Regions from separate parts of the Mus musculus genome. Here regions 2, 3, 4, 5, 6 and 7 are each linked to region 1. The links are chromatin contacts, called in public ChIA-PET, HiChIP or PLAC-seq and promoter capture Hi-C maps. All regions are on one chromosome and are shown on one strand. Each heading gives the region's core, a stretch centred on a gene start, on an enhancer-like site or on the middle of the called end of the contact. The rest is flanking DNA. Distances are from core to core; before and after follow the strand shown.

Evidence for each region. Promoter capture Hi-C pulls out the DNA fragments that hold promoters and counts their contacts. ChIA-PET counts read pairs in DNA pulled down with a chosen protein or histone mark. HiChIP or PLAC-seq counts read pairs in DNA pulled down with a chosen protein or histone mark.
Region 2: an RNA polymerase II ChIA-PET map of memory CD8 T cells shows a contact between it and region 1, with 29 read pairs. The contact joins the enhancer-like site here to the promoter of Arpc2 in region 1. A contact is called at or near these places in 2 of 39 promoter capture datasets (the C10 cell line and pre-B cells), 2 of 484 Hi-C or Micro-C datasets (CD8 T cells and pre-B cells) and 4 of 115 datasets of contacts at active chromatin or transcription factors (memory CD8 T cells, microglia, pancreatic cancer cells and 1 more).
Region 3: a contact with region 1 is called in a promoter capture Hi-C map of pre-B cells, with 4 times the contacts expected there. The contact joins the promoter of Atg9a here to the promoter of Arpc2 in region 1. A contact is called at or near these places in 3 of 39 promoter capture datasets (the C10 cell line, liver and pre-B cells), 2 of 484 Hi-C or Micro-C datasets (B cells and pre-B cells) and 5 of 115 datasets of contacts at active chromatin or transcription factors (effector CD8 T cells, large pre-B cells, memory CD8 T cells and 2 more).
Region 4: a contact with region 1 is called in a promoter capture Hi-C map of pre-B cells, with 2.8 times the contacts expected there. The contact joins the promoter of Zfand2b here to the promoter of Arpc2 in region 1. A contact is called at or near these places in 4 of 39 promoter capture datasets (the C10 cell line, neutrophils, pre-B cells and 1 more), 1 of 115 datasets of contacts at active chromatin or transcription factors (memory CD8 T cells) and 1 of 9 other capture datasets (liver).
Region 5: an H3K27ac HiChIP or PLAC-seq map of thymic regulatory T cells shows a contact between it and region 1, with 4 times the contacts expected there. The contact joins the promoter of Nhej1 here to the promoter of Arpc2 in region 1. A contact is called at or near these places in 2 of 39 promoter capture datasets (neutrophils and pre-B cells) and 1 of 115 datasets of contacts at active chromatin or transcription factors (thymic regulatory T cells).
Region 6: an RNA polymerase II ChIA-PET map of memory CD8 T cells shows a contact between it and region 1, with 40 read pairs. The contact joins the promoter of Cnppd1 here to the promoter of Arpc2 in region 1. A contact is called at or near these places in 3 of 39 promoter capture datasets (liver, neutrophils and pre-B cells), 2 of 115 datasets of contacts at active chromatin or transcription factors (memory CD8 T cells and thymic regulatory T cells) and 3 of 9 other capture datasets (adipose tissue, liver and pancreatic islet).
Region 7: a contact with region 1 is called in a FOXA1 HiChIP or PLAC-seq map of pancreatic cancer cells. The contact joins the promoter of Wnt6 here to the promoter of Arpc2 in region 1. A contact is called at or near these places in 1 of 39 promoter capture datasets (pre-B cells) and 3 of 115 datasets of contacts at active chromatin or transcription factors (bone marrow-derived dendritic cells, pancreatic cancer cells and pro-B cells).

Annotation. Positions count from the first base shown.
Region 1 is chr1:74,235,221-74,238,220 of GRCm38.p6, forward strand. Arpc2 (actin related protein 2/3 complex, subunit 2) reads left to right here and starts at 1,297. Exons shown (of 10, transcript NM_029711.2): 1 at 1,297-1,679. The coding sequence starts at 1,606.
Region 2 is chr1:74,801,569-74,804,602 of GRCm38.p6, forward strand. It overlaps Wnt10a (wingless-type MMTV integration site family, member 10A), which reads left to right. Exons shown (of 4, transcript NM_009518.2): 4 at 1,555-2,608. The coding sequence ends at 2,052. Among named protein-coding and RNA genes, the nearest start is that of Gm32099, 8.0 kb to the left of the region's middle. Within about 2 kb of position 1,688, at least 171 of the 459 cell types and tissues checked have an H3K27ac peak or open chromatin away from gene starts, as enhancers often do. A contact at or near this core is called in CD8 T cells, memory CD8 T cells, pre-B cells and 1 more, where this site is marked.
Region 3 is chr1:75,190,507-75,193,416 of GRCm38.p6, forward strand. Atg9a (autophagy related 9A) reads right to left here and starts at 1,504. Exons shown (of 16, transcript NM_001288612.1): 1 at 1,318-1,504; 2 at 317-374. Ankzf1 (ankyrin repeat and zinc finger domain containing 1) reads left to right here and starts at 1,654. Exons shown (of 13, transcript NM_026187.5): 1 at 1,654-2,171. The coding sequence starts at 1,946.
Region 4 is chr1:75,167,243-75,170,388 of GRCm38.p6, forward strand. Zfand2b (zinc finger, AN1 type domain 2B) reads left to right here and starts at 1,404. Exons shown (of 10, transcript NM_001159905.1): 1 at 1,404-1,465; 2 at 1,589-1,664; 3 at 1,943-2,037; 4 at 2,258-2,389; 5 at 2,523-2,674; 6 at 3,125-3,146. The coding sequence starts at 1,610.
Region 5 is chr1:75,123,760-75,126,721 of GRCm38.p6, forward strand. It overlaps Nhej1 (non-homologous end joining factor 1), which reads right to left and starts at 1,467. Exons shown (of 9, transcript NM_029342.4): 1 at 1,377-1,467. Slc23a3 (solute carrier family 23 (nucleobase transporters), member 3) reads right to left here. Exons shown (of 12, transcript NM_194333.3): 11 at 2,583-2,678; 12 at 1,782-2,259. The coding sequence ends at 1,970.
Region 6 is chr1:75,141,354-75,144,176 of GRCm38.p6, forward strand. Cnppd1 (cyclin Pas1/PHO80 domain containing 1) reads right to left here and starts at 1,358. Exons shown (of 10, transcript NM_026977.3): 1 at 1,290-1,358; 2 at 705-1,207; 3 at 63-150. The coding sequence starts at 131. It overlaps Retreg2 (reticulophagy regulator family member 2), which reads left to right and starts at 1,433. Exons shown (of 9, transcript NM_170755.2): 1 at 1,433-1,775; 2 at 2,016-2,122; 3 at 2,570-2,600. The coding sequence starts at 1,510.
Region 7 is chr1:74,770,528-74,773,360 of GRCm38.p6, forward strand. It overlaps Wnt6 (wingless-type MMTV integration site family, member 6), which reads left to right and starts at 1,365. Exons shown (of 4, transcript NM_009526.3): 1 at 1,365-1,695. The coding sequence starts at 1,619.

The sequences.
Region 1 (3,000 bases), core at 47-2,546:
AGACAAGGTCTCACCATGCAGTTCTGGCTTGCTTGGAACTTGCTGTGTAGAACAGACTGGCCTGGAACACACAGAAATCTGCCTGTCTCCACCTCCCGAGTGCTAGGATTAAAAGTATGCCTCACCACAAGCAGCAAAAAAGATTTTTTTAGAGACAACTGAAATGAAGTAAGAAAGGCATATTGGTGTGAACTGAGAATCCCAGAACTTGGAGACACCAATACATGTTCAAGGCTAGCCAGAGCTACAGAGCAAGTCCCTCTTTCAAAAATCTGGACAAACAGGGCCAGGGCGTGGCTCAGCAAGTTGTGCCTGTTGTTAAGCCCGATGACCTGAGTTCAATTCTCAGGATCCATGTGTTGGAGAGAGAAGGGAACTGACTACCAAAAGGTGTCCTCTGATCAATATCAAACAAAATTTTTTTTTTTATTGCATGGAGAAGAGGCTTAATTAAAATTGTTCCTGGAAGAGAAAAAAGTGGAAACATGGTACCCAAGCTGAAAGGACAGGTGGCGGTGGCGGCACTTAAGCAAAGAAATAAAGGTATGACAGGAATCCCTAAGGCCCATCTGGATTCCTTTCCTTTATTGCCCAATAACAACGTGGAATTTATTGCGTTTTTGTTGTTGTTGGTTTTTTGTTTTTGTTTTTTTTTTTTTTTTGGTTTTGGTTTTTCGAGACAGGGTTTCTCTGTATAGCCCTGGCTGTCCTGGAACTCACTTTGTAGACCAGGCTTGCCTCTGCCTCCTGAGTGCTGGGATTAAAGGCGTGCGCCACCACGCCGGGCTTTTATTGCGTTTCTTTTAGCAGACCATAAGCTTTAGAAGGTCAAGTCCTCATCTATTGCATTAATCACTGTATCCCTGGGAAGGAGAGATGGCCACTAAACAGTCGCTGGCGAAGAATAGGCACAACGGTGCTGCAGGGTAGCCCTAAGCACGGAATGAGCAAAAAGCACCCACAAGTTGGAAGCAAGGGATCCCCCCCACCCCAAACAAGCTTCTTAAGGGGGCTTCTGAAATAATATCGGAAGGGTGGAATCAGGCTTCTGGAATATTCGCGAAAGGGGCAGGTGGATTGTACGGACAACGGGGAATGACAGGTGAGCGTAGGACTCTCCTGGTCAGGAGGAGCGGGGCGGCGTGTGGCGCATGCGCACGCATGCCCTCTGCCTGCCTCCTCACCGGGACGCGCTTGCGGGCGAGTGCACGCGCGAGGTCGAAGCGGAAATGGCGCCGCGGGGCCGCGCGTGCGGGCGGCGAGCGGAAGTGGGTGTGAGAGCGGAAGTGGCCGGCTGGAGCCGGGGGCTGGGCGGGGACCGGGATCGTCAAGTAAGGCGGCGGCGGAGGCGGCGGCGGCTCGGCAGGCGGGTTGAAGCTTCGGGGGCCAGGTCGGTCGGGTGGTGGCTGCCTGCTACAGGCAGCGCGTGCCGGGCCAGCGCGTGTGTCCGCCTCTCCCCACCCCGCTCCCCGTCCCCTTCTCCCCTCACCTACCGCACCCAGCCCCCCTCGTCAGGGGCAGCGGGGCCGCTCCCTCCGTCCTACCCTCGATTGCCCACCCTCACCGCCCTTGTTTCTCCTTCCCCTGCCCGGGGCAGCCGCCGCCATGATCCTGCTGGAGGTGAACAACCGCATCATCGAGGAGACGCTCGCGCTCAAGTTCGAGAACGCGGCCGCCGGGTAAGCGCACGCCGGGAGGAGGCCGAGTTGACCCCAGCTAAATCCCGGGTGGCGTCCAGCTCCCCAGCCCTAGAGGGGGACAAATCGGGAACCTGGCGCGGCTTCAGGGTTTCCCTGGCAGGATGGACGTGGGAAGCCACGGGGCGCGGTGAGCCGAGGGCCTGAGATGCGTGGGGAGAGGCTGAGATAGGGATGCGGAAGCAGCGAGAGGACAGGGGCAAGGCGTGCCAGAGAACAGGAGACCTGTAGGACGTGAGGGCAGCCGAGGCCAGAAGTCACGCCCGAGAGCCTACGGTCCTCAGGGGGGAAGAGAGGGGTGCACTTCCCTCTGTCTTTTCCGTCATTGTACCGAACCCAGAGAGACCCTTTTGGGGAAGCTGGATTGAATGGAGTTTTCAGGAATTCCCAGGGCGAGGTGGGAAGAACGTGTAGGCCCAGATCGCCACCAGCATTCTGCTTCCCCACCCCCATCTCTCGAGACCCCAGGAAAAGCAGGAGGCAAGACTGAAAGCAGACCCAGGCTGCTAGGGGGGTAAAAAAAATCTCTAACCTACTGTGAAACTAGCCATTTTGTTATATATCCTTTAGGCAAAGCCAACGGTTCTCCATCCACACTCTCTTTAGCTCTCGAGACAAGCTTGCTCTATTTACTTATTGGTTGTGTGTCTTAAATTCTTATCAAAGACCCCGGTCTTTGATTTCTTCTGTAGTAATGCCGACTGGGTTAATAGCTGCTTCTGCTCCCAGAATCTATAAAGTTCTTAAGATAACCATTTATAACATCAGCATCTTAATATATGGGACGTATTTCCAGCCCTCTCTGTCATACACAAAAAAGCAAACTCCTCCCTTAAAGCCGCGTTGCCTCTCTAATATATTTAAAACCTGAGCAGAGGAATTGGGTTTTAGGTTCTAATTTATGGTGGCCTGTGGCCATTCCTTTGCCTCATTTCCTCATTGGTAAAGGTGGGGCTTCACATTTTGGTTTCACAGTTAGGAAATAAGTGCAGGCTGTTTTCTGTGAACTAGGAACTAGAAATAGGAAAGTGCTTGCCGATCCACAGAGGGAAGAGGACTGGGAGAGGGGGAATTCATTCATTCTCCCCCTTTAATTCTAAGCATTTGTAATGAACTTGTGGTTCACAGACATCGAAAGCATGAACCCACTACTTACTCGGAATACATTGTCTGCTCCGTCTCTTTTGTAAGGTTACAGATTTTACCTGCAAAACAAAATGGGACATTCCTTGAATTGGTGCATTCAGTGTCATGCTGTTTCCTGCCCTGGACTGCAGTTGAGCATTTGTGCACCTCACTTGTT
Region 2 (3,034 bases), core at 438-2,937, 570 kb after region 1:
AGACCAGGCTGGCCTCGAACTCAGAAATCCGCCTGCCTCTGCCTCCCGAGTGCTGGGATTATAGTTGGTTGAATTTATCAAACCTTACTGTTTAGGCATTTGTCCTGAGCTCTCAGCCTACTTATGCGTACCTATGATGTCAACACGCCTAATAACCATGTGCTCAGATGTGGAAAGCAAGGCACTGGGATGACTGGCAGAGAGGCAGGCTCCATCCCCAGCCAATGGAGCTGTATTTCAGCACTTTCCTGGCAGTTGGCACTCATTCCTCCTCTCATCCTCCCCTGTCTGCCCGCTCAGCCCAGTTCTTGGGCTTCCTCGTCTATGCTCTTTCCCCTTTGGCCTCTTAGTCCACTCCAGCTCATCTTTGTTCTCCGCAGCTGATTCAGCAATTCCCATCTTGACTTAGAGTGAGGGGGAATTGAAGCATGGGTTTAGCCTCCGGTCCTATCCAGCTCCCACCCAGTCAGGTCCTGTGCATAGGACTCCTTTCCCAAGCTCCTGATACCAACCCCAGCCCAGACCAAAAGTGCCTCCTCCTTGTCCTTGTTAAACTGGTTAATTAATGGCTGCAGCCTGTGGGAAGCAGATGTTCTGGGGCTGTTGGTGTGTGGGGGGGGGAGTTGGAGTGGGGTGATGGAGTAGGGGGGTTCCCACGTGGTGTTGACACCACAGGCCACACATACAGGCTGTACAGCCCCCTAAAACCCAACACAGTGAGTTTTCTCACTTATGACCTTCTTAACCAGGTTTGGAGGCCCCAGAGCCTTGCCTTCCTTAAGAACCTTGTTTTTCCATTTCTTTTGAAATGGGGGTGGGTAGATGGGGGTGGTTGGAGAAAGTGGACAAATTCCAGTTGGGGAGGGGGTGCCTGGTGAGGGTAACACTAAGGGGTTCTATGGGAGGAGAACAAGTTGAATACTGGGTGAGTGGCAAGCAGGCTTCCCTTAGAGACCTTGGACTCATCTGCTCCCATAGGGGTGACAATTTGGCTGTCTAGGTTCTGGTCTGCATTTGGGGAATCCTTGGCACCTGTTGTCACTCAGTATGAACAGAGTAAGCTCCAGTTGGTATAATAGGACAGGACTTTCTGTCCTTTCCCCTTTTCAACTCCCTGCAAAGACCCATTGGGTACAACTGGGGATGGTGGTGGTGGGCTTTCTCACTCACTGCCTGGAGGGAGGCCAAAGTCTTTGGGGTTGGGATGTAGGGGAGAAGGCACCTCCCCGCTCCAGGGAAAGGAGAGGGAGTTTCCCCGAAGATTTGGGATCTTCAGGGCTCAGGAAGCAAGAGCCCCCAGGCCCAAGGGCCCCCACGCAGTTAGTTGCTAGAAAGGCTTGCAAGGGAGAAAGGAGCTGGAAGGAGGGAATTCCCCCGGGGGCCTAGCCGGATAGGAAGTGGTAAAAGGGAGGGCTGCAGAAGAAGTTCTGAGCCCCAGCTTCAGACCTCGGTGTTTGCTTCTGTACAATGGGAGCCGATTTCCAGCCACTGTGGCCGGAGGAGGGCTGGAACACCGGATGCCTTCCTCATCTCTCTCCGTGCCTCCCTCTGCAGGCGGTGATGGAGAACATGCGGCGTAAGTGCAAATGCCACGGCACCTCAGGCAGCTGCCAGCTCAAGACCTGCTGGCAGGTGACGCCTGAGTTCCGCACAGTAGGGGCGCTGCTGCGCAACCGCTTCCACCGCGCCACGCTCATCCGGCCGCACAACCGCAACGGTGGCCAGCTGGAGCCCGGCCCCGCGGGAGCACCCTCGCCAGCACCGGGCACTCCAGGGCTGCGCCGCAGGGCCAGCCACTCCGACCTGGTCTACTTTGAGAAATCTCCCGACTTCTGTGAGCGCGAGCCGCGCCTGGACTCGGCAGGCACTGTGGGCCGCCTGTGCAATAAGAGCAGCACGGGTCCCGATGGCTGCGGCAGCATGTGCTGTGGCCGCGGCCACAACATTCTGCGCCAGACGCGCAGCGAGCGCTGCCACTGCCGGTTCCACTGGTGCTGCTTCGTGGTCTGCGAAGAATGCCGCATCACCGAGTGGGTCAGCGTCTGCAAGTGAGCAGACCCAAGCTCCTCTGGGTCTCAAGAATGGTTGTCCTCTTGGTGCCTGGCTTCTGCCGCTAGCGGATCTGAGCCAGGCAGCAAGCAGCAGCCTTGGCTCCTGAGAGAGGTGGTTGGCTCTTACAGCCCCGAGGGTCTACAATCACCAGACAGTCCAGATCTGATTGACATTCCTCCGCTCACCTCTGTAGGTTCCCCTCTTTCTGTTCCTAGCTCAGACAGCTGGGGGTGATAGTGGAGACTGTTCCACACCCTAGGACAGGTCACCAAAGCAGCCCAGCCTGGCATGCCTACCTCCTGTCATCTCTTCTTCCCTTCCCCAGGAGTGATAGGCAATGCACTGAAGCTGATGGGCACCGGGGAAGAAAACTAAAAGGCAGAAATGGCCGTCATCGGGCTGAAGTGACTCTAAGGGCTCCAGACCTCTGCTCCTGTCTTTCACTTAACAGATATTTATTTTTGCGCTCTCTTTGAGACACTCTCTGGGGAAAAAGAAGCTCCGGAGTCTACAGGCTGATTAAGGGACATGGACAATAAACCAGTAAACACACAAACAAGGTTATTCCAGGCAATGTTATGGGTTATGGGGAAAATTAATCAGGACCCCTTGTATACTTTGATTTGTGGGAAATAGAGCCCTTCCCCCTTCCCGCTAAAACTGTCAGCCAGGAAGACTTCTGAATTGTGATAGACAAGCTGTGACCTGCAGGGTGAGAGAGAGCCATAGGGAGGTGGGGAAGGGCTTTCCAGACCCATAACTCTGAGGGGAGAGAGACCTACACTTGCTGAAGGATCAGCAGAGCAGCTTCTGTGTTTGGAGTATAAAACTCAAGGGCTGATCAGAGCGACCAGAGGATGGGGTAGCCATAAGAACTGGGTTTTATTAAAGAGGAATCTGCAGAGACTCTTAAGCAGACACCAGTTGTGCTCTGGTTCCCACACGAGTGGGGGTCTGGCCAAAAGGATGATAGTCAGAAAGA
Region 3 (2,910 bases), core at 254-2,753, 960 kb after region 1:
ATGAGAAAGGGATTTGTTTTTTCCCACTAGCATCCTTGACTCAGAAGCAGTACAGGGATAATATAGCCCAAGAAGCACAGCTAAGCTTGGGACTTAAGGGGGCCTTCACCCTGGTCCTGAATCCCAGAACCTTTTGCTGGCTTAGCTACTATGCCAGAATCTGCCCCTCTGGTATGGGGTGAGTTGTTTCATTTTCTGTCCAATGAAGAGAAAGTTTCCTCCCCTGCCCCTCCTGGAAACCCTGGTCTCTCTAGAGACTAACAGTTTGAAAGCATGTTTTTGTAAACAAAGGTTTAAGATAAGCACATGGTCCTACCAGCTCCATGGACAGTTTCTGCTACACGTCAGTCCTGGGTGCCCTGGTTGGACAGCTGCTGGAGGAAAAGGTGTCAGGCTTCAAAGAATGGAGAGTTGGGACAGAAAAAAATCCAACCCTCCCACCGGTCCAAGCCCCCACTAAGGAGGGCAGAGAGATGGGGAAGAGACACTTTGCCAGTTGTGTCAGATGTCCCCTGTTGTTCTATGTAGAACCATTCATCTACTTTGAGGATACCAGGGAGTAACTAAACTCTCTGACCCAGTGCAGAGTGAGTCAGTACAGGTCCGAATCCAAACAGCCCTTTGGGACTGTTTTACCTCTGGTCTACCTCAACTTTAGAAATCAGACATGCTTTTCGGGGTCCAGAAAACCCCGAATGGGAGTCTTCTCAAGATTTTTCTGGACAATCCCTTCTGCTTCCCTAGCATCAGAGACGTAGGCAGGCATGGCTTTTGGATCAGAATTTTCCAGTCCATGTAGACTCCGGATCCCGCTTGAATAAGTGGGTTCCCTGGGTGCCTAGTGCCAGGTGGGGTCAAGGTGGTATGGTATACTCCCAATCAGTAAAGACTCTGGGGATGGTGGATCTTGGTCCGACCTGGTCCCAGAGGGAGTCCCTTGGTTAATAATAAGAGGTGTGTGCCTCTGGAAACACACTCACCTGGTCAGTGTAGACCCAGGGCCCATGGATCTCCCCAGGAAGGGCCTGTGCCCAGGGGTGTCTGTGGATGGTGGAGGGGTCGAGCCAGATCTACAGCTGAAATCCCTGGTGGGCTGGGATGCCTCCCCAATCCCAGCCACCTAGACCTGAGCACAGGGCGCCCCAGGGTCGCCCGGCCCCAGGCCGGGGGCTAGGCTCCCAACAGCGGACAACCCGGCGCGCGGCCCCGGCGCACGCGCGCTCCCCTGGCCGCGCGCGCCCTCTATCAAAACATTCTAGCTGCGCGCCCCCGGCCCGCCCGCCGCTCCCCTGCCCCCGTTACGCATTACAAGCTCACTTGGGGCTCAGTGGGCATCCCTGGCCAGCTTGGGCCTGGGTCTGGAGATTCCAGTTACCAGCCTCGCGTGTCACCGCAGGAACCGGGATCCAGGGGATTCCAGAAGCCGGGTCTGTTCTGCTGGGCTCTGCCAGACCCGGAGCTCTAGGCCCTCCGTCTGTCATTCACTGTCACCCGCAGCCAGTCTGGCCAATGAAAAAAGTGGGTGGAGACATGGTGGCCAATTCTTAGCCCAGGGGGCAGGACGGAAGGCTGAAGGCGGGTCTTGGAGAGCAGAAGACCAATAGTGTGCTCTACGTGATGAGGGGCTGGGCTACGGGCGCGGCAGTGTGTCCCCTTCGCCTCTCCGTAGCCGCCGAATTGTTGTGGTGTTGCAGAAATCCAGTTTTCGAACGTGGTCTTGCGTGTGGCTCGGCTCTCGGGACATTAGGGGAGGCTTCTGAGGGAGGGTCGAGTGACGAGGCTTGGTGTCGGTGCTAGTAGTTCCGTTGGGTAGACTCTGACTGGTAACTCCTGGACTCGAATTGGGTCTTGGTGCTCTCCATTTCACTCCTGAAGATCCTCACGTATTTACCGCAGAACTGATTTGTGGGAGCGGGTAAAGGCTGAAGGGCATTTCTGCGTGGGGATGGCCAAACCGGCTGGCGATGCGGCAGTAGGATCTCGTTCTGGAGAGTTGTTTCTGCCCTCCGTTTCTTCTTCAGCCACGTCGCCAGCTCCAAGTGCAGCCTCAGCCCCTGCCTCCGTTTCCCTGTTGTCCCTCAACGGGGAAGCTCCACTCATTCGGGGCCTGAGCCTGGTGAGCCAAGCTCCTGGGGAGGCTCTGGCCTGGGCGCCGCGTACTTCCTGTCCAGGTATCCGGGTTGCTTTGGGGTGGACCTATGAGGAACGTCACAGGGTTCCGTGAAGTCTATTAACACGGAAGACTTACATCGTGATTTCCCAATTTAGGAATCCACACTGACTTTATGTTGGTCGGCTTTTTCTTTCCTCAATATATTTCAGCCTTGGGTTGTTTATACAGGGCTGGCCCATAAATTGTCACCATAAAGGTTTCTAGCTATTGTTTATATCTCGTTACATTAATACCACTGCTTTTAAAACACCTTTCCTAGGTCTATTTCAAATCGAAGTAGACTCCAGTCAGATATATTCCCTTTTGCTAAATATAGAATAATTTACTGATTTTCTACACTAGTTTGTCTTCGGCTGTGTTTTCTTGCACTTTTTTAGGTTGTCCACTGCAACTGGGAGTTATAAGATGTGAACATCCATTTAGGAACTGGTTTTATATGGTTAAAAATAAATTTAATCTGGGAGTTGTTAATACCCACCTGTAACCCTAGCACTTAGGAATCTGAGGCAAGAAGGAGACGTGGGACTTTAAGAAAAACCTAGACTGTACAGTGTACAGGTCTGGATTCCATCCCCAGTGCGGCAGAAGTATTTTAGGGCTTACTAGGAAGGGGGCTAAAGGGACCTTTCAGACACTGTGATGTACACCTTTCCTAGGTTTTGGTTAGGTATCAAGATGTGATAAAGACCATTCCTGGACTTGTTTTCCTGGGTGTGTGCTTGCTTAAACTCAGAGAG
Region 4 (3,146 bases), core at 154-2,653, 930 kb after region 1:
AGGTTGAGGTTGCTCTTCCTCTTTATTCATTGAGACTAGGCCTCTCAGTCGAACCCAGAGTTTGCTGATATAACACAACCAACAAGCACATGAGTGTGGCAGGCATGTAAGTCGGCAGATGACCCAAGTCAAGGTGTTTGGGTACAGTTAGAGCTGAGAACAGGGCTTCTGCCTGAGGTAGCCAGGAAAGACTGTCTTAATTTCTACCGGTCTTAGAGTGAAAATCAAAGGAAGAGGAGGGGAAAGTTGAGAGGCAGAAACTGGTTTTTTGTTTGTTTGTTTGTTTACTTCACCTGATTACTTGTTTCCACGTCTAGACCTACGGGAAGGTAGAGTGACTACCAATTCCAAGTAGGAGAAGCTGTGTGAGAAGCAAAATGTGCTGAGCCAGGAAGGTCTCAGTCTGTGGTTCCTAAAGGTGTACACCAGTTTAATGACTGCCACTCTTCAAAAAACATTCCAGAACCCCTGAGAATGTGCTAGGCTAGTGTTTTTCAAGTTGAGACATACTAGAAATGTGTTACCATTCCTTCTGGAGCTCCCCTCTGAGTCAGAAGTCCTAGGACCCAGGCATCTGTTTAAAATAGCTATGTAGTGAGTTTCACCTGAGACTGTTGTACTTTAGGTATTATGTGCCAGGCAGGGCCCAGTATGAAACAGGTAGAGCTGATCCTTGACTCTTTGATATATTTTAATTTTATCATTGAAGGGAAGGGTGTGCAGTTCTCTTGGGTTTTTCGTCTTCTCTCCTTTCACTATGGATGTCTCTTTTCACCAGGTAGTCCCCTTTGTGTGGCCGATGCCTCTCTCTCTCTCTCTCTCCCTCCCTCCCTCACCCCCGAGCCTGGGTGTCTCTATGTAGTCTTGGCTGTCCTAGAATTCGATATGTAGACCATGCTGATGTCGAACTCACAAAGATTCACCTGCATCTGCTTTCTGAGTGTTGGGAGTAAAGGCTTGAGACACTGTGCCAGGTTGGTGAACAGCTGATTTCAATGAGGTGACGTGTAAACTGGGATGGAGGGGAGGAGAAGACAGAGCAGGTGTGCTCAGATCATACCGACAAGGGCTAGGGATGTCTTAGAGGGTGAACATCAACACTAAAACCTGGAGAGGAATCTGCACCACTGAGAAACACTGTAACTCCTCACAGAAAAGAGGTAGCCTCGGTCTGGAGAAATGGCTAGAGAAAAGTAAGGTAGTGACGAAGTGAGCAGGCTAAAGGCCGAACTGCTTCCAAACCACCCTTGTCCACCGACACGTCCATCTTTGCCTTCACTGGTTGGTTCTGAAAAAACTCTTCTAAGCTTTACACCCGCTCCCGGGCGTGGCTCAACTCTTCTGGGACTCTCCGCCTGCAATCTACTGTTGCCCGGGATGGACCCGCCCAACGTGATGACGTCAGAGCGCGCGAGCCCTCGGGAGGAGGAGTAGGGGCTGCGGGCCGGCGGACGCTCAGGCTTCGGTAACCTGTGCTGGGCGGGGGAGAGGAAGGGGCGGGGCGGGGAGCCCCCCGGAGTTGCTGTGTTGCGGACGGGGCCCGGAGCGGGAGTCCTTGGCACGCTCAGCTCTCGTTTCTTCCCCGCAGCAGGCCCCGCACGGCCAGGCGATGGAGTTTCCGGACCTCGGGGCTCACTGTTCCGAGCCGAGCTGTCAGCGCTTGGGTGAGGGGCGGAGCACGCGGGAGGCGGGGCCGGACGGCTGGGGCTGGGGACTGCAGGTAGGGCCAGGAGGGTGAGCACTGGAGCTGGAAAGGCCAGGAGGGCGGGGCTCGAAGTTGTGGGCGGAGACTAGGGGCGTGGCCAAATTGATCGTGTACTGTGAAAGAGGTACAGTGTGTTGCAAATAGGGCAGAGTTTTTCCTACCTGAGTAGCAGCTTTGCGCAAGAGGAAAGGACATCTAAGTTTCCTTTGAACCCGCAATCTGACCCATTCTCTGTAGATTTTTTGCCACTCAAGTGCGATGCCTGCTCGGGCATCTTCTGCGCAGACCATGTGGCCTACGCCCAGCATCACTGTGGATCAGCTTACCAAAAGGTGAGGGGGCGATCGTGAGGGTGGCAGGGGTTGGTGTATGGAGAGGAGAGCGGGTGCAGATGCTTTCAGGATCTGTCTATTTTATGTTTTCCCCTCTTAGTTATTGTGTTTCTAAGCCCAGCACTGGGTAACTTTGTTTTTTGTGTATTTGTGAGTGGTATATCCGGGTTCTTTAAGAGATTGCTTGGCTCTCATACTGACTCCTGACCCTTGACTATAGGATATCCAGGTACCTGTGTGCCCTCTCTGTAATGTGCCTGTGCCGGTGGCCAGAGGAGAGCCTCCTGACCGTGCTGTGGGAGAGCACATTGACAGAGACTGTCGTTCTGACCCAGCACAGCAAAAACGCAAGGTAAATAAATAATGGAGGGGTTAGTGAGACAACCCAGCGTAGTATACGGACATCTGCAAACCCAAAAGGCTAGCTCCATGGGGGCCAGAGGAGAAGATGAGTTTCCTAAATAACAAACCCTGTTTCATCTCAGATCTTCACCAATAAGTGTGAACGTTCTGGCTGCCGGCAGCGGGAGATGATGAAACTGACTTGTGATCGCTGTGGCCGAAACTTCTGCATCAAGCACCGTCATCCCCTGGACCATGAATGCTCTGGGGAAGGTCATCAGACCAGCAGGGCAGGGTAATTACCACCAAATAGCCAACTTGCTTTGCTTCAGCCATGTCTTCCTTGACCAAGGCAGTCTTTATGCTTTTTGCTCCATTTTGCTTGCAGTGCTGTGGACTGAAACTAGGCAAGCAAGCACTCTGCCCCTGAGGTACTGCCTTGGCCCTTTTGTTGTTTTGAGAGGTTTCACTTCTTAGCCCAGGCTGGCTTCAAACTTGTGGCAGTCCTCCTGCCTCAGACCCTCCAGTGCTGAAATTACAGCATACATTACTTCCAGCTCCCTTTATTCCTTGGAGACAAGAGTCCACAAAGTTGCCCCGGCTGTCATTGAACTCACTGTGCCCTGTACAATTTTCAGTTTTTCAGTCTGAACTTTCCAGGTAGCTGAAATTACTGACTACCCTCCTGACACCCAAAGCCTGTGCTGGAAGATTTATTAGAATGGTTTTCTTTTCTTCCCTTCAGGCTTGCTGCTATTTCTAGAGCA
Region 5 (2,962 bases), core at 217-2,716, 890 kb after region 1:
AGACTACATACATGACAGGGACCCCGAGAGAGCATAGAGCCTAGTGATATTACTGCCATCTTGGTTCAAGTACATGCATTGTGTGATATCTATATGGGCTAAAATTGCCTAACAACACAGTTGTCAAAAAACATCTGGCCATTTCAAGTGACACAGGACTACATATATGGTGGTTATTTGCAGCCACCTTGAAACGCTGTGTGTGGAGATGGTTATTTGTATCCTGGGCTGTTCCAACAGGATAAACTGGTCTCAGAATGATTAAAGAGTCTTCACTGGGCAAGAGTTTACACTGGGAAAGATTAGACATACAAATGAAGTTGCCAAACCCTCTAATTTCCCTTATAGGCACATCCTGGCATGCACTCTGAAACTCACCAAAATTGAGCTTATTGGCCTAACTGGTTCCGAAGGTCAAAACCCACAAGTCGATGGTTTTGTCTGAATGGGAGGAAGCTGTTTTAATGTGGCCAGGGACAGCTGGCCCTATAAAAATGTCTAAACATCCAGTCTGGCTGCTCCTACCACTCAGCCTGGTCTTGAGGTAAGTATAACTCAGTGAGTCAGGCATGATGGGGCATGCCTGTAATCCTAGCACACAGGAGGCTGAGGCAGGAGGATCTTGATTTGGAAGCCAACCTGGACAACATAGCAAGAGACTTTCAAAACAAAACAAAGTGGTAGAACGGACTGGGGCCTGAGACTGTTCACAGCATGGAGGGAGAAGGAATCTAAGTCCTCTGGGGTTTGACTCCCCGCCCCACACTCCGCAAATTGGTCTTCCATGATCACGTTAACCAACCTCGCGGGTTTAATTTGTCTTTTAAAGGAGAGACTGTGAAGTTGCACGACATTCTACCACTCGGGTTCCTCTCCCAGGGATAGTTCCTAAAATACCCTGCAGGGGGCAGTAAGGTCCTACAGACCATCTGTCGAGCCCACGCCCTGTGCCACCAAAGAGGGCAAACCTTAGGCCCTGCCGCCAAAGGTCACACGCCCCGCCCTCGAGCGCCCTAGGCGTCCATCTGCCCCCCCAACCCCCGCTAGAACTTTGTCGCCCGCCTCTCATTTTTACAGCATCCGCTGCACACAGTTACGGCTCAGGGCCCCAAAGGGGAACAAAACTAATTCATCCCAGCGGGCCAAACACGAAGCCTGCTAAGGAGGGGCTTCACACGACACACTAAAAGGCAGAGGCCGAAAACGGACTGCGCGTGCGCAGGTCCGCCCACTCCGGGAGGTCCAAAGTCGGGCTGCGCGCGGTCCCTTCTGGGAAAAAGCGCCCGGGTCAGGGGCCACTGCACGAGTTTATCTTTGCTTTTCGGCGTCCGGACAGACCCAGATCTCGGCGCCGACACGAAACCAACCCCACCTACCGTCAACGGCTGCGGGAACTCCCACCCTCCTCAAGGCGGGCCTGTCCTGGTGCGCAAACTGAGAGGCCACCCCCCCACACACAACACACTCAGGAAGGCGGGGTCTTGGGTGTGGGCGGAGCCAGGGCCCTGGTGGGCGGGGCCCGAACCTCACTTGTTAACGCCACTCGCAACTCTGCTGCTTTCCTAATTCCTTTCCTGTTGCCCTAAGTTGAAACGAAATACTACTTCTCTCTTGCCTCTTCATCTTTTTTTTATCTGCTTTACATTTTAGTTACTTATTTAAATCTTAAATGCAGGGAGAGGGCAGGGACCCTGTCGTATTCATATCCGTGGATGTAGGACCTTGCTCATGGCAAAGAGTAAATATTTGAATGCTAGAGTTCATTCAAGAAGCCTTGACAGTTTACAGGCAGAAATCTCATTTATTCAGTTCCAACCCGCTAAACCATGGCCTCTGCTCAAGTCTTAAGAGGAGGAAAGGCAGCCCATTTTGCAAGTGGGCCACATCCACCTCCACTGGGACAAAGTATACAGACTCCAGCAAGGTGGCAGTTACTGCTAAACTAAGACAAAAATGGTGGTCTTGATGATTACTGGGACCTAACCCCTTCTCTGCTAGCTGTGGAGTACGATTCCCCAGAGTTAGGCAACAAGTCGGCTCTCTCTCCTGTTTTAGAGGATCCTCCTTCATCCCCAGAGTCTTCAGGCATTGGACAGAGGCAGTGGAGAGGCTGTGGGATGCAGGAACACAGGTTTCTGATGGGTAAAGGAAGCCCATACTCTTGAGCAGCTTTCCTCCTGGATTGCTGAAGCATTTGAATTTCTTGGGCAGTGAAAGAAGTTGGCAGCCTCTGACCTAAGCCTCTCTCAGCCCGTGTACCTGTAAAAGAGGGGTGATCAGGATGGAGAGATAGCTCTTAGGAGCTGGTACTGCTCTTACAGAGGACCCAAGTTCCAAGTCCCAGCACCCATGCCGGATGGCTCACAACTGCCCGAATCTCCAGGTCTGGGAGGATCTACCATCACTGATCTCTACATTTTATGAATGCAAATATCCAAAGACACACATACACACATATGCATAATTTAAAATGAAAATTAAGGTTTTTTTTTTAAGTGAAAAATAAGTAAAGGTCACTGCCCTGCCCAACCTAGGGAGTAGTGACTACCTAGCCACTCCCCTGGGACCTGGTCTCAACTTACCAGATATAGTGTTTTCTAGGAGAAAGCCCAGTAGACCAGCTAAGAAAATGGGTTCTGCCAGCAAAGAACGAAGAAACATATCCAGGGGGCTCCAGCCTACAAAGGGTTGGGGCCAGGCAGGAAGGTAACTGATACTGTCCCAGGCAATGAGTCTTCCCTTTCAGACGTAAACTGCATCTCAAACCAGGGACACATCTCACTAGGCTGCCATTCCATCCCATCTACCTTTTCCCTCTACACACTCCATTCCCCACACTCAGGCCCTGCCCAGATTCCTTTCTCAGCACCATGTTTTCTAAGCACCCACATTCCCTCCAGGTACCCTTTGTCCCAAGCTCCCTTCTGGGAAGTGTGACATTACAAAGCCCTAGTCTCTCCCA
Region 6 (2,823 bases), core at 108-2,607, 910 kb after region 1:
GTCTGGAGGAGAACGCCTGGGAGTTCTGACTCCCAGAGGCAGAGAACAGGCGGACCTCTCACCATGAAGTCTTGGAAACCGGTGAGGGAGAAGGCGCCTTCTTCGTCCAGCAGGAGCCCAGTCAGGTCCATCGCACTGTCAGCCGCCACCCTGCGAAGGTGGAGGGAAAGGGAAGGAATCGTAAGTGACCCCAGAGCCGTGCTCACCCGTTGGCCCACCTCTCCCGAAAGGGCCACCGCCCGACTGCGCGCAGCCTCCTCCCTTCTCGCAGGCGGCCGTGGGACGCCTCTTCCTGTTCCGCGTGCGACTGGGCCTCCCGGCGCCCGACGACAGGCGCGGCGCTCACCAGGCGAACCAGGAGGTACGAGGGCCAGCAGTGTTCTCAGCCCGTGCCGCGTTCGCTAGGCGTTTATAAGCTGCGGGAGTGAGTGTCACCGACGAGTCTGCGCGCCCGGCAGGAAGTGCCTCCTGCCTTGCCCAACCTGAGAGCTCCGGGTCTCCGGAGCTATGAGCACCGGGGGCAATTGTAATACGGTTCCCAGGGGACCGCGACACACCAAGGGTGAACGCGCTGACCAGGCTTTGTAGTCGTGGTACAGATAGTAACGAGCCTAACACAAAGGCAACGCGGCGAGTTGTTTCCTGGGTTTTAGGGAAGACGCACTCAATCAGCAATGCCCAGGAAAGATGAACAAGAAACTTACCGTAGGTGGGAGAACTGTGAACAAGGTGGGAGGGAATCTGTTGAATCTTTATGCCCCTTAGAAGTTTGAAACTGTAACACTCGAATACATACTGTATTCTGTATGGTTACTCCAGCAATTAAATGATCTCAAAAGATATAAAGCCTCAATGTACGATGTTAAACAGGTCTCCCCAAAGCAAACAGCGCCTGGATGTTTTATTTCCAAACACTCCTTCCACACAATTTGCGGCTGAGAGATTTTGGGAAGAGAGAGGGCCGACGCTCCAAGAAGGAAGAAACAACTTTTCGAAGTTGGTGAAGCTGCTTTGAAGTCATTAAAGTCACGCGCTGGTGTTTGTTTATCCGCTGAGGGGAGGGGACTGGAGGCGAAGAGGGTTGAGTAATGGGGATGGCACCGCCCTTCCCGATCCCAAGCAGATTGTAGTCAAGATCCTGGGGGCCTGAAAGCCCACTCACTGCCTCTGGGCAGTGCCTCACGCGACAAAGAGGTCTCCAGCCGCCCTGTAAACACCGGGAGAAGACCTCAGGCCTCGCAGCCTCAACGCCCGCCCCGGATCACCCCTCCAGCACCCTGGAAGCACACCTTCGTGGGTGCAGGATCACGACAGCGGCCAACGCGCACGCGCGGGCGTCCCATCCGGGCTGTTAGGGCACGTCACGTGGCATCGCGCTTCATCACGTGACGCTTGACCGCAGGTTTTTTTGCTCGCCCGTGCGTGCGCCCCCTTCCGTCTGACGCGCCCCCGGCGGCGGCCGCGCAGCCCTGGCTCCTCGCGGGCTCGGGCAGCGGCTGCGGCGCGGTGATGGCGAGCAGCGGTGGCGGTAACACCGGCGCGGGTGGCACCTCGGGGCTGGGCCTGGGCCTGGGGCTGAGCCTCGGCATGGGTGAGGCCACTGGCGACGCGGAGGAGGAGGCGGCCGCAGCCGAGGCAGTGGGACGTTTAGCTACGTCCCTGTGGCTGCGGCTCCGCGGCTGGGAGGCGGTGCTGGCGGCCGCACAGCGACTGCTGGTTTGGGAGAAGCCGCTGCACAGCCTGGTCACGGCGGCCACACTCAACGGCCTCTTCTGGTAACGGCCACGGAGGAGGGGGCGGGGCCGGGCTGCGCGGGAGAGCGGGGGCGGGAGGACCGGGTGCTCCCTCCCTTGGAGGGCTGTCAGCGTCTGGGGCGGTGATCCTGCACCAGGTGGCCCCATTTTTTAGTCTCTTAGTGACTGGGTGAGGCTTAGAGGGCCATCTCCCCATCCATGGGTCTTTCTGTGATTTTCGATGGATTTGGGAGCCTCAACTGAGATGCCTGTCTCCCTAAGGTTGTTGTCTTCGTCGTCCCTCCGGCCCTTCTTCCTGCTCAGCATCTCACTTTTGACCTATTTTCTACTGGATCTCTGGCATCCTCGCTTTCTCCCTGACGTTTCAGGTGAGTTTCTTCATTCCACATGCACTGTATGCACCTGCTCCGTGCATCACCCTGCTACTTGAGGGGAGGCACAGGAAGGCCATTTATCTCCTAAGGCATCCTGTATGCCCTTCCATCGTTTTTTTTTTTTTTTTTTTTTTTTTTAAGAAAATTGCCTGAAATGAGAATTGTTTCTTTTCCAAAATTAATGTTCTTGTGAGTTTAGTAGTCAAAACTATATAGCATTTAAAGCTGGGTTCAGAAACAGCATATCGTACACCTTGTAGTTGGTGGGTAAAGGGAATGCTCTGGACTTCACATAGTGGTTCAGGCCTGGAAGCGAGAGACAGAGGGATTACTGAAAAATTGAGACCAAGAATGTTAAAGAGAGGCAGCTCTTTCTGACTTTGGATCTGTCTCTAAGTGCTTCTTGTATTCTTAACTTACCCCACACCCTTTTCTCCATAGCACCACCCCCTGAAGAACCACACTCTGACAGGTGAGTATAGGCCACCTTTTAAAGAAGATGCCCAAATGTGGTCTGCTTGCTGTGCTCAGCTCAAAGAGGAGCAGGGCTGTGGCTTGTGCAGGCATAGGCCCAGTGTAATGAAGGGACTTACAGCAAGCAAAAGTATGCCTGGCTCTAGGCTTCTTTGTATGCAAACGCTGTGTTCCTTCTCCCGTGGAGGTAGAGGGTTGAGTACCCTGGGAATTTACATCCC
Region 7 (2,833 bases), core at 115-2,614, 540 kb after region 1:
ATCTGTGGCCTTCTCCTGCCTTCTTTCTGGTCCCCCAGTCTCATCTTTGCCCATTTGCCCCACTCTCTGGACGACTCTCTGGACCGGCCCTCCTCTTTGCTCACCAGCGGTGTTTGTCTATCTTGGCACTGTTCTCCGTTTCCACTTCTAAATTCCTCCCCACCCCAAACGACAAGGAACTTTCCCCTCTGGTGTGAAATTTCTGCCACGTGGGCTTAAGGTCCCCTGTTTAAGGTTGATGGGCCCTCTAGATAGCGGTGGCGGGGAAATTGGCTCCTGCTTCGGAATGTCCGCACCACCTGTCCCTCTGCACTCCTGGGGCACGTCGGGGGGCCTCTGCCCCAGGCCAGAGCAGCAGAGGCTGCCGCCCGCTGCCAGCCGCTTGGCTTGATGAATGGAGCTGTCCCTCCTCCCCACGAGGCCTTTGATCTCCCCCCGTGGGGAGGGGGTCAGGGGCATCAAAGACATTTTTGTGGCATTAGAGAATCAGATAAACGCCATCTCACCTGCAGCTGGCTCTCCCACCCCTTCTGCCCTGGCCAAGTTGGGGGAGGAACTTGAGGCTCCAGGAACCCGCGGACAAGTGAGACCTGACCACAGCCAGCGCTGACCCCTCTTCTCTTGGAAGTCAGCAACCTCGGCCCTCCGCCACGTTTATGAGTAGCGAATACTGGAGCGCAGGCCCTGGAGAGGTTCCACTTGCTGTCTTATCTCCCCCACACTGTCCGCCCCCAACATCGGCTGGCTGCGGCTGCAAGGCTAGGGAGCTAGAACCCAGGCCTCGGGCTCGTTCCCTTGCTGGGACAGAGGCTGAAGAAGGGGCAAAAGACGCGGGAGTTGGTAACGCCTCCTAAGTTCGTTGGGCTGGCGATCCAGTTGGACAGCCTTCTACCGAGCATCCTGCGCCCCCGGCCGACTTCCTCCCTGGCCCCCATCTGTATATCCCTACGTACTGTTCCCTCCCCCCAAACTCCCTCATTCCTGGGAAGTTTTCTCTCTTTACAGTCAACAAACCTGTCAAACGTCTCCCAGCCAGTCCCCCTTCCCCAGTTCTTCCTCCCTCCCCCCCTTACCCTTCTCGACTATTCATCCCGCCCCTCCATGCCCCAGGTCCAGGGATGGCAGGGGACAACCCCGCAGAGGCTAGGAGAGGGGCAGGCGGGCGGGACCCGCACCCGTGAGCGCGCGGCCCCGCCCCAGCACCCGCCCTCCGCTGCGCTCTGCGCCCGCCGCCCCGGGGCGCACGGCTCCCTCCCAAGAGTCCCGCCGCCTGACTGTCGCAACTGCCACCCCCGTGGCCCCCCTGTCCCCCTCCCCCGCCCACGCTTCGGCCCCGCTCCCCTCCCACCCCCGCCCCCGGCTCTGATTTCTTCTCTCCAGCGAGCTCCGCAGGAGACACAGGCGCTGGCTGCTGGGTCCGCTCTCCGCCTCCGCCGCGCCCTCCTCGCCCGGGATGGGCCCCCCCGCCGCCACCGCCGCCGGAGCCCTAGTCTCCGGGCCGCCGCCTCGGTCGCCGCGTTTGCCCTGAAGCCCGGTGCCCGCGCGCCCCGGCTCACCCCGCAGCTTCACTCCCCACCCCCAGCCGCCTCCCCGGCCAGACTGCGGTAGAGCTCTCAGGATGCTGCCGCCGGTGCCCTCCCGCCTCGGACTGCTGCTGCTGCTCTTGTGCCCCGCGCACGTCGATGGACTGTGGTGGTGAGTGCTGAGTGGGACTGTCTCCCGCGCAGCTCCAAACACCAGAGGGTGGGGACCCAGAGCCAGTCTTGGGACTTGGCACAGCGATCCTGCTGCCTTCAGGCTCTACCCGCTCCAGGATCCCAGCTATCGGGAGGTTGCACCGGGACCCTCGCAGACAGTTCCTTTCGGGTCTCTGCCCGAGCACTTCTGAAGTGCCACTTTGACGTTCTGTACCCCTGGATACTCTATTGTGTTTTCTTCCCGTATAGTCTTCCTTCCCCCAAAGAAATGTGTCCAATTCGCATCATCAAGGAGTTGGCAGATAGGTAGGGAAGAGCTGTTGGACATCATGAAATCCATAGTGAGAGATTGGGTGAGAACGGGGTGAGGAGGGGTGGGGACGGGCGAGAAGGGCCCTCGAGCTAGATTTGGGGAACAGACAGGAACAAGGTGGAAAGCTCTAAGACAGAGAGAGTCAAACGGCTGCCTCTTGCCCGCGCCTCATTGCCTACCACCTCACCATTGCTGGCCCCTTCAGCATTGGCAGTAGTACAGGAATAGGGAATGCAAATGGGGAAACTGAGTCAGGACTCTGACTTCTCTGCTTTTCCCATAGCGAGTAAGAAAGACAGAGGGGAGATCCCGGAGGCCCTCTCTTCCAGAACTGGGAAGTAAGGAATTTTTTTTTTTTTTTTAATGTGTAGCGGAGGAGGTGTAGGAACTCTTGAGAGCGATCTGATGAAGCCAGTAGGAGCCTGGCCAGCCGAGAGATGGGGTAAATTCTCAGATCCGAACTCTGGGATTTAGCCAGAGCAGACACCTAGACTTCGAGGGTTTCCAAAGCTTTGAGCCTTGAGGGGAAGGACAGAGGAGGGGCAGCGGGGGTGGGGGGCGCCAGGACAACTCAGATCCAAATCTTCAAGACTTTTTTCCTCTTAGTTTTTTAGAGCCACAAACACCCGCCCGGAATAGTTCAGTGTTCAGAGAGGAGGAGGAGGGATTTGGGCAAGAGTGCTGATAGATTAGCCAACCCTAAGAAAGCAAGGACTTCTACATTTGCATATAGCCCCGCCATTGGCTGAATTTCTACCCTCTCAGCCCTCTCACCCGCCTTCGCGGCTTTGGACCCAGGGGTGGGGCAGGCCCATCCCTCTCT